Linked DNA regions of Mus musculus: region 1 is linked to region 2. The links are chromatin contacts, called in public Hi-C maps. All regions are on one chromosome and are shown on one strand. Each heading gives the region's core, a stretch centred on a gene start, on an enhancer-like site or on the middle of the called end of the contact. The rest is flanking DNA. Distances are from core to core; before and after follow the strand shown.

Region 1 (5,848 bases), core at 335-2,834, 240 kb before region 2:
AAGAAACATGCCCTTGTGTAGAGGGCAGGTCCCCTCAGCAACCCCCATCCATCCACCATCCCTCTCACCCTGTTTTCTTATCCAGAACATGGGGATATATGTGGCTTTTCAGGGATGAGTGAGCACGGTCCCTGGGGTGATGAAATATTTAGTTTATCACACCTATTGCCAAATTCATACAATGGCTGTTAGTGTGCAGCCAAACTGCATGGGTCTGAGTCTCAGTTCCATTAGGCAGTGGCTGTGTGGCTTTGGGTAAGTGACTCTCTGTGCTGGTGACAGTACCCTTAGCCCTGAGAGAGGGGGTCTATTGTATGAAAAGCATACAAAGTGGTGTCTAATGAATGTTAAGTGCTATATAAATATTTGCCAATGTTATTGTAACATAGATCTTTTGTTCTTTAGTGGTTTTGTTCTGAAAAGCCTCTGTCTTTTAAACTTCTGTTGGAAACCTCCTGACCCACACATAACAAGACTTAGAGGAGAAGAATAATAGGAAGCCCCAATTAGGAAGAGATTTATCCTCTCGTTGTGGAAAGAATCCATCTTGGAGCCCCAGTGTGGTGGCTCATGTCTGCGGTCTCACCCTTTGAGAGGTAGGGTCAGGAGGATCAGGAGTTCAGGGTCATCCTAGGCTACTGAGAGCCTATTTAAAGGAAAAAAATCTGAGCATCCTAGTACAAGTGCATACCATTAATTCCAGAACCTAAGAGGCTGAGCCCACCGGATTCCGTGAGTTCAAGGCCAGCCTGGCCTACCTAGGGCCAAGCCAGTGAGAGGTACAAAAGGAGAGCTTGTCTAGTAAATGTAAACATAAAACTAAAAGCAAAAACAACAATCAACTTGAGGGAGTTGGACTTGATGGTTCCTGTCTGAAATCTCAGCGGGGAGAAACTGAGGCAGAAGAAGAGTATTTCAATGTCGTTCTGGGCAATACAACATGTTCAAAGCCAGCCTGGGCGTGAGGCGCTGCTTTGGAAAGAATGGAACTCGGAGTAGACTGTTGTTGTTCCTATCTGAGAGTCCAGTACTTGGGAAGTAGATGCAGGGGGATTACCAGCAAGTGAAGTCGCTTGCTTGCCACCACACCTGAGAGCAACCTGAGTTGGATAGTTTCTACGAGCTGCCCTCTGACCTTCACAAGTTCACACATGTATCCACAGGCACAACACACACACACACACACACACACACACACACACGGTAATAAAAATATTTTTTAAAAAGAACGTAATGAGACCCTGTCTCAAAACAACTGAACAGTGGACACAGAGGCCAGCTACATCCTGGGAAATGCTTTAATGCCCTCTGTTGCCCAGGGATGGGCCTCAGCCTCTGCCTCTAGACAGACCCTTTGGGGACCACTGAAGGAACAAGACCATGGCCAGGGCATCTGGGACCCCGAGGAGACTGTCAACGGGGCATGGTGAGTCTGTGACAGACTCACAAAAGATTCCAGCTCACAGGGCAGATGGTGAAGGGGAGTTTGGGTCAAATCCTTCACCCACTGAGAACCAGGTCTGAGCAGGGCTGGGAGAAAATCCCATCTAATCCTTCCTGCTGCACCTGTGCCCCAGAGCCCTGCTGGGATCGCCAAGGAACGGAGAGAGGATCAACACTGTCCCCCACCTGTGGCCTCAGCCACAGAGGCAGCCCAGGGCTTGCCAAAGGGCTTCAAAGTCCCTCAGGAGTCCCTAGGAGACAGCAGCTGCAGAGGGACTCTGTATCTCAGGAACGATGGCTCTGGCTCATTACTTAGCTTCTCCTAAGAAATGTCCTTCCCTTGCAGGAGCTGAGGTTCCACTGAGCCAGGCACAGCTCAGAGATTGACAGTCACCTCAGCTCCCAGCAGCCTCTGGTCAATCCAGCCAGCAGCCACCACAAGCATCAGTCAGCGAGGCCAAAGCCGCACAGCTGAAATATATGGCCTGAGACGTGAAACTTGCTCTTGGTTTCCAGAAATGGTGTCTCTGCTTCCTGTGGTGGGAAGCTTCCAAAATGTCCCCCGTGACCCCCATTTTGCTGTATCAACACTAACATTTAGTCTTTCCCAAGGGCACAAGGGACCTAGTGATGCACCCCATGAATAGGATAGGAAAATGGTGATGGGTACCGTTGCTAACGTGAGGACACACTGGCTTTTGCTCTTTTTCAGAGCTCTCTATGGGGCACAGGCTGCAACCCTGAGAGCAGGGGCTTCTGGGATTCCTCCAGGAGGAACCAAATCTCTGCGTGGGAGTGAGCTGGAAACAGGTGCTTTCCAGGTGAACCTTGAGCTGACAGCAGCCGCAGCAGGCACACTGCTGCCACCTACAAGTGATTTAGAACCACAGTGGCCTGCTGAACACCCCCCTCCGCCCCCACCACACTCCATCCTTGCCCACCCCACCCCCCACCCTCTGACATGCCCTACTGTGCCTGCTCCCCTCTCCTGACCACCCATGTTTTGTATCACTATGTCTGGGATGACTTGTTACACAGCAGGAGGAGACTAATGTACTTCCTGTTAATAATTGCAACACACACACACACCACACCACACCCACACACACACCACACCACACCCACACACAGACACACCCCACACCACACACACACACACACACACACACACCCCACACCACACACACACACACACACACACACACACACACCACACACCACACACACACACACACACACACACACACACACCACACCACACCACACACACATACACACATACACACACACACACACACACACCACACACACACACACCTCACACCACACACACACACACACACACACACACACCACACACACACACACCTCACACCACACACACACACACACACACCACACACACACACACACACACACACACACACACCACACACACACACACCTCACACCACACACACACACACACACACACCACACCACACACCACACACACACACACACACACACACACCACACACACACATACCTCACACCACACACACACACACACACACACACACACACACACACACACATACCACACCACACACACATCCACACATACACACACACACACACACACCTCCAAGAGAAAGAATAAAAAAGACAGAGATTAAAAAGCTGGACATAGTAGCTTATACTTCTTATCCCAACACCCAAGAGGAGGAAACAGAAGGATAAGGTGTTTGGGCTAGCTTCAGCTAGATAACAAATGTTAGGCCAGCCTAGCCTACATGAGACACCATTTTAAAAAACAAACACACATGAAAAAGTATTGGGCCCGCTAGACCCCTCTACACACTCTCTAAGCCAATGTTCTGCTCGCTTAGATGTAAAATTAAACAACCATGTTCCCCTGGTCACCCACCAGACCGGGCGCCAACACTGCAGCCCAAGTCTCCAGATTCTCTGAAGTCTTGCTGGAAGGGGAGTAAACAGCAGTTGTCAAGACCTACACCCTTGGCAGGTTCACAGTCCATAGCATGTGGCTACGGTGTATGCTATTGGAATTAGTATGGCCACAGTTAAACCTATTCTGTAGGGATTAGCAGAACCTTGCCTGACTGACTTCTTGGGTTCAAAACCAGCATCACATAAAAACAGGCCCGGGATCCCAGCACTTGGGAGGTAGAAGCAGGAGGGTCAGAAGTTCAAGGTCACCCTTGGTGACATCAGAAATCTTCAGCCAGCCTGAGCTACATGAGACCCTGCCGATAAATAGAAGGGGCTGGAGAGACAGCGTGGTGGAGCAAGAGCTTGCCTTGCAAACCTGGTGACTGGAGTTCTAGCCCTAGAACTCACGAAAGGGTGGAAGGAGAAAAGCAACCCCACAAAGTTATCTTCTGACCGCCACACACGGGTGTGGCATAGGCACACATACATGCACATCACACACACCAAAAAAATTAGTACTGTTTTGGTGTGTGTGTGTGTGTGTGTGTGTGTGTGCCAGATGTGGTAGTCTGGTCTTCATGGTGAGTTCCAGAATGTCCAGAGCTAAAAATAATAATAATAATAATAATAACAATAATAATTTTTAAATGAAAAATAAAATCTCTGCTGCAAATGTTATGATAGAACCATCGAGAAATCTCCAAATGGACTCAAATGTGCATCTCGGAGCATCTAGTCACCACAGTAATGCCTCCAAATAGAACCTTGCTGTGTTTTGTCCCTTAAGCCAATCCGTCCTGTAGCGGTTTTCTGTAATCTTAACGGAGTTCTCCTGGAAATGGAGAGGCAATGCAAGGAACCACACTGACTCCCCTGCCCCTGGGCTCTTTGTGCTTTCTCTGGTGGCTCTCTGTCAGCCTGAGGTCAGGGTCAGGGGATACCATCTGACCTTGGAGCCCAGGCTAGTGCGGTCCCCACCCACTGGCTGGACCATGGTTCTCTCTCATCTCACTGTCTTCTCAACCGTCGGCTCTAAACACTCCAAACCATCAAACAAGTCTGCACAAGGGTCAACGGGAACCCATCGACCCAACCGCCTTCCTGAGCGAGTTCCACATCTGCCTTTCTGCTTCCCTGCAGACGCCAGACCAGATGTGTGGGCCCCGAGGAAGGACAAAGCAAACTAAAGGCTAGGGACAGCTTCCCCACCCCCCACCCCCCCATCTCGCACCGGGTTCCAGGAGGTCCTTTGCAAGTGTGAGTTTCTAAGTCTCATGAGGCCCTAGTTTGAAAATAACAACATAAATAGATAGATAGATAGATAGATAGATAGATAGATAGATAGATAGATAGATGGGTGGGTGGGTGGGTGGGTGGGTGGGTGGGTGGGTGGGTGGGTGGGTAGATAGATAGATAGATAGATAGATAGATAGATAGATAGATAGATGGATGGATGGATGGATGGATGGATGGATGGATGGGTGGGTGGGTGGGTGGGTGGGTGGGTGGGTGGGTGGGTGGGTAGGTAGATAGATAGATAGATAGATAGATAGATAGATAGATAGATAGATAGATAGATAGATAGATAGGTAGATAGATAGATAGATAAAGAGGAGCTTTGAATCCCCTCACAATGCCCCTTGTAGCCCAAGACTCCTTGTGATTTCACAGTTGGAATCCCTGACAGCAAGCCCTGTGTCCACGGGGGTCCACTCTGGGATGTTCCTCTGAATGGGACCTGTCCAGACTCTTCCAGGCAGATGTGAGTTATCAGTTCATGGCTCCCAGATCTTGTAGATCTGCACAGAAAAGTCTCCTTGGTCCTGGGTGGCTTTCTAGGGCATGGCAGGGACTGTGGTCACTCCCTGTGAAGGAGACCATAGACATGAGCACAGGAATGTGGGCCAAGTGTTTCCCAGAACATTCCTGAAGGAAACACCTAGCAGGTGGTGTTCTGGTGGCTTATGTAGCTCAGCCTTGGCTAGCAGGAGACAGCCTGAGAGGACAGGAGACTTGGGGGAGGCCAGGCATCGTGATGTTCTGATCTTTAGTGTGGAGTCTCACACACACACACACACACACACACACACACACACACACACTGATCCAGTCCCTAACTTTGCTGAGTAAGGAGAGCAGTGGAAATCCCCCAGGGTCGTGACCTTGTGACCGGCCTGGGTGATTGAAATGTCCCTGGGAAGTTTGTATAAGCTTCTTCAAGGTTGTCCTGGAGAGAGCACTGGTGGCCAGTGGACAACACAGAAAGTTGTAGACGACGCACTTGCTTCATTATTCTTCCTCTCTTTCTTTCGTATCCTTAAGGTTGTTGTTTTGTTTTTAAGATTTATTCATTTGCTGGGTGTGGTGGTGCACGCCTTTAATCCCAGCACTTGGGAGGCAGAGGCAGGCAAATTTCTGAGTTCGAGGCCAGCCTGGTCTACATAGTAAGTTCCAAGACAGCCAGGGCTAC
Region 2 (6,028 bases), core at 3,377-5,876:
AGGAAAGATCAAAATGCAGAAATGCAAATTTTGACTCCTCCTAAACACATAACTGTGTCACACCTTTGTCACAGTCAGCAGTCACAGATCCTGCCCCCCACCACACCCCCGGCCCTGCTCTGTCTCCAAGCTTCATTCTCAATCAAAAGGACAGCGATTTCTCAGAAATTACGAATGTCACCGACATTTCCAGTACCCCGCTGCTGCAGTCACTCCCTTAAGTGTGTCTGTGGGTCCCCATCCCCTGCCTCCAAGCCACTCAGAACTCAATCAAACAAGTTGGTTATAGACACCGGAGCCTTGGATATTTTCTTCTAAGGCGGTATTTTTGATACCCTCCCACTGTTTAAGGAAAAAGCCTTATTCCTCTGCCCTGGAAACGCTGTTATAATGCTCCATATAATCTGAAAGTCAGTTGAGCTGACAGCTTAGCATTCCTTCACTGGAGATGGCTGGCAGCCACGTAGGATGCAGAAAGTCGACCCTGGGCAGTGGTCCCAGGTTTCGCTGAGTCCTGTAGTATGAACAGATCTTTACTGGTGATGTCTGCATACAGATGCGAATAGAGGTGCGTCTTCCCAGAACATCCTTGCCCTGTGCCCACTGGGCAGGCAAGTCAGGTTTGGAGTCACAGTCTGATGTGTATAGGGCCCCTGGCAATGCTTGGAGAGACAATGATGGAAGGGAGGGGCTGTGAAGTTGGAAACTGTTGGTCCCTAGCACAGAGAAAGAATCCCGGTTCTGTCTGGCTAGTTCACTTTACACCCAACACCATCCTCACCCTAGAGGAAGTGGGTAAGACTGGGTGCTGACCTCCAAGATTCTCCAACCTCCCAACCCACCTGTCACCACACCCTCTCCACAACGTCTTGATCACACTGTTATAAAAGCTTGTGGGGCTCCTGAGCCTCGTTTCTTCCTCTAGGAAATGAGGCGTCCTCGGGTTGCCTGAAATACAGTCATACCCGACTCCTACCCGCGCGCGCGCACACACAAACACACACACACACACACACACACACACACACACACACACACACACACACACGGGCGGGAGAGAAAGAGGGAGAGGGAGAGAGAGAGAGAAAGAGGAGAGAGAACGCTGCATGCGGCCACGCCCCCGCAAGGCCACGCCCCTCACCTGCTGACCTCGCCCGCCACGTTGTCATGGCGACGCACGTACACAGGCCGGGCAGTCGCGCGGGGCGCGGGCCAAGCTGGAGACTCGGCAGAGCGCGGCGGGCCGCCTCTTCCTGGGTCTGGCAAGCAGCTCCTAGTCCGCAGGGCTCTCGGAGGAGAACAGAGCCCCAGCTTCCTCCTCCTGCCAGGTGAGTGCGGTTCCAGGGATGACTGGCAGAAAGCAGTGGCGAAGATAGGAGGCGTGTCCCTGCCCGGAGTTCTCCAATACAGGCTCCTGTTACAGGGCACTGTTCAGACACCAACCATTCCACCTTAAGTGCAGTCACACCCTGTCGCCAGACGCATCCCACATCCCTTAGGCCCCAGGATCGCCCCCTGGTGCCGCTGGAATTAGAAGGGGACTCTTTCCCTTAGGGGGTCATCCACCAGCGGGCAGAGAGATCCCTTACCAGACCTCACATGCCCAGCTATAACTCAAAAGAAAATGTACAGCTGGCTCCCACACTAAGTAGCCCTCATCAGAATATATCTTCCAAAGTCTGCCTCTAACCCATCTCTAATCCATGGTTGACGGAAGCTGTTTGGCTCATATCACAGTATCAAGAGAGAACCAACACAGTTTAACACCCTCAAATGAATACAGTACTTTCAGGCAGATGGGGGACTGTACAGGACTAGACAAAGGTGGAGAAACACCACCTAACCAAGGCAGTGAGAGAAATAGGCTGAGCTTCCAAAGCTCCGTCTAGGATTGATCCCAGAGAGGGAGGGAATGAAAGGTAGTGTCCTCCCCAGCCAGAGCTGAGCTGCCTTCCAGGTATCATTTTGGCCTTTCAGTATTTACAGAGGACTTCCATCTGCCTGTCGAAGAAGCTCCTGGCTTAGGAGATGAAGTAGTGGCCCAAACTGTCAGGATGGCAGAGGGCCCCAAGATTTCACCCTAAAGCGAGAAGCTGATAAGGGAGGGAATAAAGGCAGAGACTCCTAGACCCTCCCCATGCCTTGTCTGTCCTGCATCAGCTCTGGGGTCCGTCATGCAGGTGGGTGTGCTGGGAACACAGTTCCCAGGAGGTCAAGGCAGAAGAGTGAGACGTTCAGGGTCATCCCTGAATGCCTGTCCCCGATGAGGCTCAGTACAGGGTGGTGATGGAGAGTAGAGACCCTGAGTGTCCTTGTCACAGCTAGAGGGGGTTTCGTTTCTATCTCCAGCCTCTGTAACTCTGCTTTCCAGAAGTTTCTCGGAAGAAACAAAAATGAGGACTTGTTCTTAGACCTGGCGTTGAGATGTCTCCCGGGCGCCTGGATGCAGCTCGGTTATTATTAAAACAGAAAGATACATTATCATCAATGTTTTAGGAATGTCGGATGTCACTGAAGTGTTGATTTTTTTTTTTACCTGTGCAGAACTTATTTGGTGTGTGTTATAAGAGAGAAGTAGGGATGGATGAGTGGGAGGGACAGAAAACACGGCATTCTGGTCACAGTGGTACACACCCATAATCATAGCACCGGGAAGGAGACTGGAAAATGAGTTCATTTATACTCAGCTATAGAGTGAGTTTGAGGACAGCCTGGGCTACCTTGAGAACTTGTCTAAAACCCCCAAACCCAAGAATGATGACAAAAATATTAGCAAACTCTCCAGGTAGTGAGCTCAGAGGAATTACACCTCTACCCCTTCCTTTTCTTTCTTTTGATGTGTCTGGGGTGGGGGTGGGGGCATGGCAGCACTGTTCACACTCAGTGCCACAAAGGTCAGAAGAGGGGATTAGATCCCTGGGAACCTGGGTGATGGATGACCGTGAGCCACCATGTGGATGCTGAGAATCAAACCTGAGCCCTTTACAAACCTGAGAAGACAGTGCTTTTAGCCTCTGAGCCATATTTCTGGCTCTCTTCGCTTTTGTTTCTTTCTTTGTACCCTCACCTACCCTCAAACTCACAATCCTCCTGTCTCAGCCTCCCCAGGGCCAGGTCACAGGCACGCACCACCACATCTGGCTCTCTGTCCACTTTAAAGATCTCCGTATATTCGACATTTTCCTCATAAGATGATGGAGGGAATCTGTGCAGAGTCCTGATCACATAGAATCCTTCATCTTCGTACTTTGCCTTTAGAAGTCAGTCCTTGGACCAGGGAGATGGCTCAGCAGGTAAACGTACTTGCCAAAGGAGCCTGGGGAGGTGTGTTTGAGTTTTGATCCCCATCACCCACCCACAGCGGAAGGAGGAAACAGATGCCTGCAAGTTGTCCTATGATCTCCATATGCTTACTGAGGTGTACAGATATCTCAGTAACACACACACACACACACAGTTTTAAAATAAAAATCGAAAGCATCCTTTCCTAATTTCAGTATATGGAGAAGTGCAGCAACTTACAAAGCAAGAATCAGTTGAAGCCTGCTTTTTCCATTGGCTGACTCCTGGTGCTTTGAACTCACTGGGAGCCTGTGGGTCTCTGACCTGGAGTGTAAGAGGCCCAACTTAGCATCAGTAATAGCTGATGGAGTCTGTTGTTGCCAGGCAACCTGGGAGAGAGTAACTCACCCGCAGTGTCTGAACTAGTAAGCGCTGGGTCATAACCAAGCAAAAACGAGCAGTGGGTGTCACGAGCAGTGGGTGTCACGGAGAAGAAGGCCGAGGGAGGGGGCAGCCGCTGTCTGTGACATTTGGGTTGTGGTTGGGATATTTGGAGCTCTGTTTTGTTTCTCTAGTTAAGAAAAAACATCGGGAATCTGGAGAGGTGACTCGGGTTAGTTAGAGGTTCTGGAGAGGTGACTCGGGTTAGTTAGAGGTTCTGGAGAGGTGACTCGGGTTAGTTAGAGGTTCTGGAGAGGTGACTCGGGTTAGTTAGAGGTTCTTACTGCTCTTGCAGAGGGCCCAGGTTCAGACCTGCGCACCCAGGTGGCATGGCAGGTCACAGCCGCTTGTAACTTCAATGCCAGGGGATCTGATGCCCTCTTCTGACCTCTGCATGCCCCTGCATATACCTGGTGCACATACATACCCTCAAGCACATATATGTTCACATAAGATAAATAAATAAATTTATTTTTTAAAAAAAAAAGAGTACATTCTGCTGATGTTTAAATGGACCAGTCATGTGAAACCGCGCCAATTCCTCCCCCAGCCCCAGACCCTTTTCTATAAAAAACCCATAGCTTTCAAGCCTCATGGTCGAATCCACTGTCTCCTGCATGAGATACTTTTCGACCCGGAGCTCCACCATTAAACTACCTTGTGTATTTACAGAGAGAGAGAGAGAGAGAAAAATGCCTTGAATTTGATTATCATATTTCAATGCTTCTCTGTTAGTGATCACTATTAGGAAAGATGACCTTCAAAAGACAGAGCTAGTCCATCACCTGGACACTCCCTGTCTCCCTCTCCCTCAGGACTCCATGACATCAGGAGACCCCAATTCATCCACTCAGGCTTAGAATGTGTTTCTCTAACCAAACCCTTTCTGGACCCTCCTGTAGGGAAATCAGAAAGAATGAAAGCGTATTTGAAGAGCGCTGATGGCTTTTTTGTCCTGAATAAAAGCACCACAATCGGCAAGCATGCAGATTCAGACCTCGTCTTACAGGTGAGGTACACGGCGTACGCCTGTCCCATGCACCCCGCCCCCCCAGCTCTCCTCCATGTGAGGTAGACTTGAGTCTCCCTAAGCCCAACTGCCACAGGTAGCAAGCAGCCAACTCTGTCCTTGGACAGCCAAGATCCATGCAGGAATCTTCCCGATGGCAGAGGGGAGCTGGCATTTGGTATCGGAAGGTGATGGGCCTTCTGTTAGTTAACAAACTCATGTCCTTACAGGTCCCAAATTGCCCCCCTGTCCAGAAGCAGCGTTCTGGGGGAGCTTAGAAGGGGTGCGCGGGGCAAGTACATTGAAGTGTTCTTCTTTACCATGTGCCCAGGGAAGGGTCTCTTTTTCCAACACCCCTCCAAGGCCTTCCCTTTCCATAGCTTGGCTCTAAGGGGCCCCTGGAGCCCAGGAAGCTCCAAGGTGAAGCCTTGGGCTTAGCCGTAGTCTCTCGTAATTGAACTTCATTTTCTGACGAGCTGTGGTTTGGTGGTCCAAAGCCTCAATTCACTGACAGCTGAGGAAGTGGAAGAAAGAGATGAATAATGAAAACAGAGACTCAGAAGCTCTTTAAATATTCAAGCAGGCTAAAATATTTTAGAGAGACGTGGGATGGGGCCTCCCACAGCAGAGGAGCTAGCTTCCCTGAAACCTTGCGCCACAAGCCTTTAATAAGCTTTTTTTTTTTTTTTTTTTGAAAAGGGAGACGGAGTGTGCCCCTCACACTGTTTCCTGGGTGGTTATGCTAGTGTGATGTATGTATAACAGCATCAAAGCAGTCCAGAGCACGGGCCGTATGTATGTGTGTAGCAGGGGTTGCCTGTGGAGGGTAGGTACCCATGATTTTATCATGGGTGCAGATTCATTTGCAGAAGCCAAGATGCCAAACAGCTCACCACCGGAGATCTAGACACCACTTCCTAGTTACAGTGGCCCCTCCCACAACCACCCCTAAGCCCTGAAACCAGTACTGTCTTCTCCACGTCGATAATTCTGTTGTTTGAGGAAAGTTACTTTAATTAAATCATACGGTGTGTGATTCAGGGTTTGATTTGAGTTGGTTTCCCTTTCCCTCAGGCCTAGAGATGCACTTAGGTTGCTAGCTTGTTTCTTTTTATTGCTGAGTAGCAGACCACGGTACAGACATGGTGCCGTTTGCTTAGCCGGTCATATACTGGAAACGGTGATTATCTCTAGTTTGGGGTCAGCATAGTAAAATAAATAGCTGCTCATTTTAGCTTGCTGTCAATTGCTCTGACAAACACTAAGACCAAAAGCACCTCGAGGAGCAATGGGTTT

Evidence for each region. A called contact is a pair of places that touch in the nucleus more often than the background predicts.
Region 1: a contact with region 2 is called in a Hi-C map of olfactory sensory neurons, with 4 times the contacts expected there. The contact joins the enhancer-like site here to the promoter of Fhad1 in region 2. A contact is called at or near these places in 10 of 39 promoter capture datasets (the HPC-7 cell line, cranial neural crest, embryonic stem cells and 6 more), 63 of 484 Hi-C or Micro-C datasets (the Ba/F3 cell line, the HL-1 cell line, Sertoli cells and 33 more), 16 of 115 datasets of contacts at active chromatin or transcription factors (astrocytes, bone marrow-derived dendritic cells, differentiating embryonic stem cells and 6 more) and 3 of 9 other capture datasets (adipose tissue, embryonic stem cells and liver).

The regions. Positions count from the first base shown.
Region 1 is chr4:142,242,622-142,248,469 of GRCm38.p6, reverse strand. No RefSeq gene overlaps it. Among named protein-coding and RNA genes, the nearest start is that of Gm35531, 7.3 kb to the right of the region's middle. Within about 2 kb of position 1,584, at least 14 of the 459 cell types and tissues checked have an H3K27ac peak or open chromatin away from gene starts, as enhancers often do. A contact at or near this core is called in differentiating embryonic stem cells, epiblast stem cells, olfactory sensory neurons and 1 more, where this site is marked.
Region 2 is chr4:142,010,249-142,016,276 of GRCm38.p6, reverse strand. Fhad1 (forkhead-associated (FHA) phosphopeptide binding domain 1) reads left to right here and starts at 4,626. Exons shown (of 32, transcript NM_177868.4): 1 at 4,626-4,732. The coding sequence starts at 4,640.